2 separate regions of the Oryctolagus cuniculus genome follow, and region 2 is linked to region 1. Evidence: chromatin contacts called from public Micro-C data. All regions are on one chromosome and are shown on one strand. Each heading gives the region's core, a stretch centred on a gene start, on an enhancer-like site or on the middle of the called end of the contact. The rest is flanking DNA. Distances are from core to core; before and after follow the strand shown.

The links. A called contact is a pair of places that touch in the nucleus more often than the background predicts.
Region 2: a contact with region 1 is called in a Micro-C map of ear pinna, with 6 times the contacts expected there. The contact joins the promoter of MEIS1 here to the enhancer-like site in region 1. A contact is called at or near these places in 3 of 6 Hi-C or Micro-C datasets (ear pinna, embryonic fibroblasts and skin fibroblasts).

What each region holds. Positions count from the first base shown.
Region 1 is chr2:134,767,390-134,771,095 of mOryCun1.1, forward strand. No RefSeq gene overlaps it. Among named protein-coding and RNA genes, the nearest start is that of C1D, 220 kb to the left of the region's middle. Within about 2 kb of position 2,247, at least 2 of the 8 cell types and tissues checked have an H3K27ac peak or open chromatin away from gene starts, as enhancers often do. A contact at or near this core is called in ear pinna, where this site is marked.
Region 2 is chr2:136,231,242-136,234,678 of mOryCun1.1, forward strand. MEIS1 (Meis homeobox 1) reads right to left here and starts at 1,988. Exons shown (of 12, transcript XM_051837800.2): 1 at 1,872-1,988.

The DNA of each region.
Region 1 (3,706 bases), core at 997-3,496:
CTTTTATGGGTGGGTTTGGTGGTCATGGGTCTGATCTGAATGTGTTTATCAAGGGCAGCTGTTGCTACCGTTTAAATTAATTCAGAAAGTAGGATGGGATCTCCTGCCCTGATCACATCACTATAGATTCTTTGCCAACAACCAGTGTTGTCTGCCTTTGAAATCAGGGAAGACTTGCTGGGAGAATACATGAGGCTGTAAGAGCTTTGGAGCCGGCACCGCAGCTCACTAGGCTAATCCTCCGCCTAGCGGCGCCGCACACCAGGTTCTAGTCCCGGTCGGGGCGCCAGATTCTGTCCCAGTTGCCCCTCTTCCAGGCCAGCTCTCTGCTGTGGCCCGGGAGTGCAGTGGAGGATGGCCCAAGTGCTTGGGCCCTGCACCCGCATGGGAGACCAGGAAAAGTGCCTGGCTCCTGGCTTCGGATCAGCGTGGTGCGCTGGCTGTAGCGCACCGGCCACGGCGGCCACTGGAGGGTGAACCAACGGCAAAGGAAGACCTTTCTCTCTGTCTCTCTCTCTCACTGTCCACTCTGCCTGTCAAAAAAAAAAAAAAAAAAAAAAAAAAAAAGCAAAAAGCATTGGAGCCCAAGACAGACTTTTTCTTCCAGTTTTATTGCTTATGTAGGTGTTTCTCTTGGGGCACATTTGTTGTTTGCTTGACTGATTTCCCACTGTATAATAGAAATAAGGACAATTCACACAGATATGTGAGCTATAACAAATTAACATAAATTTCAAGGCTTTCAGAAAATTAACACTTTCAATCACAGTTTTCTTAGATAAAAAATTATTGAGCATTGCAAAGAATAAATGATATACCTTCTAAAAAAATCCAGGTTTGCAGAAGGTGTCATGAACTTATTTCCTTATCTGACTAATAAAAAGTCAGGTTACCAATGCAAGAAAACAAACCAACAAAGGAAGAAGGCAAGAAATTAAAGTGGTAATACTGTCAAATATTAGGATGTTTTCAGTAGTTTGTCTAAATGCTATGGCGAGTTTGGTGGCCTGGCCACGTTTCGGGCCGCATATTTTTTACATAATCCATTTATTTCACGTATTCCGCCAAACTCATATTGCTCACGAGGTGTGTTGATTATGTGGGTGAGGCTGCTGCTATGGCAGGGAATAAGTAAATATCTGCTGTCTAATGAACTGAAAACAATTTTGCAAGAGTGTTCTGGTAGAAGGAATTTTTTCTCTTCGAGTAACTTGGAGTTAAACACACAAAGGGTATGGCCAGGAGAAGAAAGGAGTTTGCAGAGAAAAAATATGTCCTTACCTTTGAAATTTTTCTTGACACATGTGACCTGAACCCACATTGAAGACTTTACTTCCTTTTTTTCTGAGAGTTTAAATAAAGGAAACTTTAAACATTAAAAAAAAAAAAAGAATATCGCAGGGAAGTGAGTATTGTAGGGTTAGTATTGTTTTTTAAACTTTCTTTTCAGGAGATTCAGGTTTATGAATGGAATTACTGTACTGAAGAAAAAAATCAACTCATCTGGCATAAATCACCAGTGCTACAGGCTCAAAATTTTCCCGTCATTATTTTTACAGCCTTGTTATTATACAATAGATCGAATGTCTGAAGCAACACTGTCCAATAGAAGTAGGTTATCGAGTCTGTGATGTATGCACAATTTTTTCTAGCGGCCACCTTAAAAAACACAGTAAAATGGATTGGAATATATTCTATTTAATAGAATACAGCTCAAATATTGTCATTTGAACATATGACCAAAGTGAAAAATCAGCCAGCTATTTCATATTCTTTTATAGCATGCCTCAATCTGAGCTGGCCACAATTTGATTGGTCAAAAGCCACAAATGGCTGGAGCCCCAGTATTGGACAGCATGAGGCTAGAGGGGCACACATGGTATCTGACTTACTTTCATTTCCTGCTTAACAATCCAGTACCTAAGGAACTGTTGACCATGAGCTTTCAGAATGTTATTGTCTCATAAGACATTCTGGGAGCGGAGCTGTTCAGCTTTAAAGAGGAAGCATGCCAAAGTGGCTGGAGAGACCTGGGTTTTTTGAATAGGAGGGGAAATGGTCCTGGATTAAGCACCCCATGGGTTCCATGTTTTCTTTCTAAAGACAGAAAGGTTCAAGACATCCATTTTTTTAACCTGTAGGGGGAGCTCTTGTCCCTTCACTCAACAATCCGCGGCTTGGTTCTCAGAGGCCGGCAGTTTGGAGCTCTTTCACCTGGGTCTGTGGAGAGTTTGTTTCTGGCTCCCAACCAGCAGTGCTTTCGCAATCTCCACACGTTACGGCTGCTGAGATGCTAGGACACCAGCCGGGTGGCGGCTTGAGTCTTGTGATTCCCAGGCAATCTAGCGAAATGATAAACAAAAGTCTTTTGTGCAATATTAATAAGCTTTAAGCACTCCCCAGCCAAGCCCCTTGTCATCCCAGTAAGTCATGTGTATCAAAAGCCCTTATATGTGAAAGTTTGTTTTCATATCTGGCCAGTGTTGAATGGGAGCCCCCTTTGCCATGTTGTAAAACAAACATTTGTTTATTTTGTGAACAGTGCTGGCAGTAGGATACAGGAACCAGGGTCTCAATGGAAAGACCCCTTTCCAAGGAGGCGCCTTTGAAAACATTTCTGCTGGACCATTCCAACTGTCAACTGATCTTGAGTTCTGTTTACATTAAGACAATCACAGTGTTTCCTAAATAAATAAGTTAGAGGCACCCGTGGGCCTTAATGAAACCCCGTAAATGGGCTGGGGGTGGGTGGGGGGGAAGGGTTTTTGTGCCCTGTGGAAAACAATGGCTAGTTCATCTTGCCATGTATCTGAGGCTGTGTTTTTAAGACAGAAGGGGGCCTTTGTGTTAATTACACTGATAGAACTCCCCTGGCAGAACTTCTCTTGGAATGCTGGGACAAAAGATGTGACATTTCATCCGTGTGAATGCCACGCTGCCAAACAGGCATTTTCTAAAGCCGAGAAGTACTGGTCAGCCTCCTGCTTGACTGGCTAGTCTCTCCTGGTGTGTGTGGAGAAAACAAATCCAAGCTGTTAAGACCCAACCATCTGCTGCTGGGGGGTAGGGGTGGGGGTGGGGGTGGGGGTGGAGTCTGGCTTTTTCCTTCTTTGCTTCGGGGTTTCCAGGAGTCCATTTTGGTGTCTGAAGTATCCAGGTTGTCTTCAGGCAGATGGTGGAGAACAGAGGAGGGTGTGCTGATCCTGGGGTTTGGGTTTTGGTGGATTTGCCTGGAAGCAGAATTTCAGCCTATTGCTATGAGTTAATGTTCTGAGCGAAGGGCATGTTACATGTGAGGGATGAAGGCTGAAGACCAGGGACCAGCGGGCCTCAGTGCTCCCAAGTTAAAAAAAATTATGAATACTGTATATACATTCAGTCTTTAAAGTAGAGACTCCATCATAGAAGTATTTTTACTTATATGGGTTCCTTATTTGTTTTGTTCCATAGAAACATATTTGAATATGGGTTTAATTATAACGTTTATATAGTTGCATAGCTTGCTTTTTTTGGGGTTGGCATTTTTTCCTGTACATTTTCTCCAACTTACCACCTAATCCTTATTATTATCCTTTTCATTGTATGTAGAAGTTTCTTCCAAGTGGAGAAACTTCCAAGAGGATATATCACACTTTATATATGTTTCCTTACTCTTAGGTACTTAGATTTTTGTGATTTCTTATTATCATAAATAATTTTACAATGA
Region 2 (3,437 bases), core at 738-3,237, 1.5 Mb after region 1:
CCCGCCACCCCGAGGAGAAAAGTCCAACCCGGAGCCAGACGCGAGCGGGGCTGGGAGAGGCTCCGGCGGGGGAGTCCTGGGAACGCGGGGCCGGGGCTGGCTCGGGCGTACGGTTTTTGTGCTGTCAGAGGTGGACGCCCGGCCGGCGGCAAGGCAATGCTTGCATTTTGTCACTTTGGATCTGGACGCCCCCTCTCCTCGCCCCGGCAGCCCCCCGGCCCCAGCCCCGGCGTCCTGCGCGGAGTGAGAGCCAGGGAGGGAACAATGAGCCGGGCGCCGGGAATGTGCCCCCAGCGCCTGTTTACAAACACCGAGCTATTTATGATCGCCGGAAAGCGAAACCCGACGCGGGCTCGGGGCAGCCCGGACCTCGCGGGCGGAGCTGCGGCCCGGGCGCCGCGGGGAGGGCCGCTTTTCCTCAGACCCGCTGCGGGCGCGGCGCGACGGGGCCGGCGCGCTCGGCTCCGGCTGCGGCCGCCGCCGCCTTTGTCTTCGAGGCGCCGAGGGGCTCCGGCCTCGGCCTCGCGCGGGCCTGGAGGGGCCCCGCGCCCCCAGCTCTCTCCCCGGCGACGCCCTGCTCCTTTGCTGACCACACTTTCCTGTCCCCCCACCACCACCCACCCCACACACTCGGTTCGGCGAAAACTCCCAGTGCCTGAGGAAAAGGATCCACTTCGGGAGCCGAGGTTTGCAGACAAAAGCTGCCGGTACCCAAACTCGGAGGCTCGGCGCCTCTGGCTTTAACTTTCCCCCTGCGAATACCTATTCTCTGGGCTTAGTCATTTCCCCCCTTCTCTTTATTGTGGCACTCTGAGGTGGCCCTTTACAGTGCTATGTAATGGTGTTATTTTCGAGTTTGCTGCCCGCCGGGCTCCGGTCTGCTGAGAGGGCTTGGCCGCAGCAGCTCGACCGGCGCCGGGAAGCCTCCCATCCCCGAGCGGGGCTCGCAGCTCGCTCGGCTCCGAGAGGAACCCCCGCCCCCACCCCCCAGCCGAAGCCTCGCCGAAAACTCCCCCTGCGGTCGGCTGGAAAATGAACTCACCCAAATCTCGGTGGGCAGCCGTGGCGAAGGGCTCGGCCAATCAGGAGGCGCCCCCGCCCAGGCGGCCGCGCATTGGCTGCGGGGAAAATCAATTATCAAATAATCGATCAGCAGGGAGCTTCGATCTGCCGGGAATGCAAACCGCCAGCCCCGATTCCCGCCCCGAAGGTGGCCAAAAGGCTGACTCCCTCGAAGCGGCGGGCGCACGCGCCCCTCACCCCCACCCCCGTCCTGCGGCCCGGGCCGCGGCCCCAGCCCTGGCCCCTAAAGGGGCGCAGGGGTGGGGGGCAGAGTTTTCAGCCAGAGCGAGGGGGCTCCGTTCTGGCGGAGACGGTTTGGAAAAGGTTAGGCGCTCGGAGGTGTGCAGCAGCCAACTCTTAGGCGCCAAGTAGCAGGGAAGATGCGACCCGAGTTTCCGTGGAGTGGGCTTGCGACAGCGGGCACCAGGGCGAGCGTCGGACCCGGGGTCCCGACCGGGTCCCCGCCGCGCGCGGAGCCTCCCCGAGGCGATTCCTGTGGCTTCCTAAAGCCTCCGCACGGGTCGGCGCCGGCTGAGCCGCCCCGAGAGGGCAGCGTTTCCAGCAGGCCGAGCCGACGAGCCCCGCAGCCTCCCCCAGCCCCCCGCCCCAGTCCGCTCCCGGTGTGCGCCTGGAAGACAGGGCTGGCGCGGTCCACCCAGAACCGCTCTCTCCTCCGAAGAGCCACGGCTGCTTTCCGTCGGTTCCAAACGTCCTCGGGATCCCTCATCTCTTGACTCGCCCCCCCATCCCCCTCAGACACACGCCTTTTCTTCTTTTGTCTGGCACACTCAAGTTTTAGGATCTCTTACTTTTTACGTCGCATACGTGTGTAGTTTCCTGGCACAAACTCCCCGACGCCTCACTCGGAAAGGGAAGGCAGGCCCCGGAGTCAAAGCCTGGGGGTCGGGGGGTGAGGGGCAGCCAGGTGGATGACCGGCGCCTGTGAGCCCACGCCTGACCCCTGCTCTCCCCACCCTCGCGGCATGAACTTGGAAGCAAATTTCAGGCCAATTTCAGGGTCTCGGGGAGGCGATTTCTGTCTTCTTCCTGGGGAGTGGCGCTGGCTGGGCCAGGCAGCACAAGCCTTTCCCAAGTATGGAGAGGACCGGGCCGGCCCGCAGCCCGCCGGCCTTCCCCACCACCTGAGCGCCTTCGACGGCTGCCTGCGGGGCCGTGCGCGCCGTCTCCGCACCCGCGCTCCTGGGAGCGGGAGGGGGACCCGAGGGGGACAGGGGAGGGCGTCGAACCAAAGCCTGACGTGGGCACGGCTTCGCTCACGGCCCTTATGTGAACTGCGAGGGAGATTGTGTAATTTAACTGAGGGAAATTTACTGCGAAATACACTTAGACGACCATGATCTTTACCAGCCCTTAGGGGTTCTCAGCAGACTTAGGTAACCCGGCCGGGCGTTCCCTCCGCTCAACCCTCCACGTTTTCACATTAGGAAAAGGGCAGTTTGTTAATATACGGAATATACTTTTTTAACAACAGGATTGGCTTCGTGTTATTGCTTTCCAGCAAATAATATCTTTTGTTTTCAGCAGAGATTAAAAACGAAAAAAATTCAAGTAAATCACTCTTTTCCAACAACCGGAGCCTTCAAAATAGTAGGCAGACTTGGGTGCAAACCATGGTATGCCAGGTCACCTTAAAAATGTTCTTTAAATGTCGTACACACAGATTTTTCTTACAGAATGGAACAGTTTGAGTTTGTGAGCTTAAAATAAACTTACTGGTTGTGAAAAGTGTCTTCTTCCCCACTATCCATTTGTAACTGTGAACCCAATGCTACTTCTAGGCCTTTGTACAATTAATTCTAGACAATCAAGGGGCTGAAACACTTTTACAATGTAATTACAGTAGTACAAATTGTTTGCCCAAACCTCATTCTGGATAAGGATTTTACAATTAGCAAACAGTTATTACAGTTGGGGCTTGCCGGGAGAAATTGCATGGAGGGTGTCTAGAGTTTTAACATAGGAGCCATAAAAGTTAAAAAAAAAAAAAAAAAGGGATACCTCCTTCAACAGGGTAACAATGAATCATCTATTAAAAGGAATAAGTGAAGGGCCAAGTCCTAGGTGTCAGTGAGAGCGGATGAGACGTTCCTGCTTGCTATGTGACAGCACCTATCCTAAGCATGGATCGTACACTTTCTTTTCTAGGCAAGTGAACTTTATTCTGCAGCATCTTGACTTGGTGAAGGCCCTTCCATTCTCTGCTCCTCCTTCACCTCCTCGGGCACCTTCCACAGATAGAGAAGGAGTACTAAAAAGAGGCGTTCTGGGCCCTTGGTCTCTGCTGTTTCTCCCCTCCCAAGGGAGGCATTTGAGGCCAGCGGAGCTCCTCTGGGCTGCTGGCCTCCTCTGGGGGT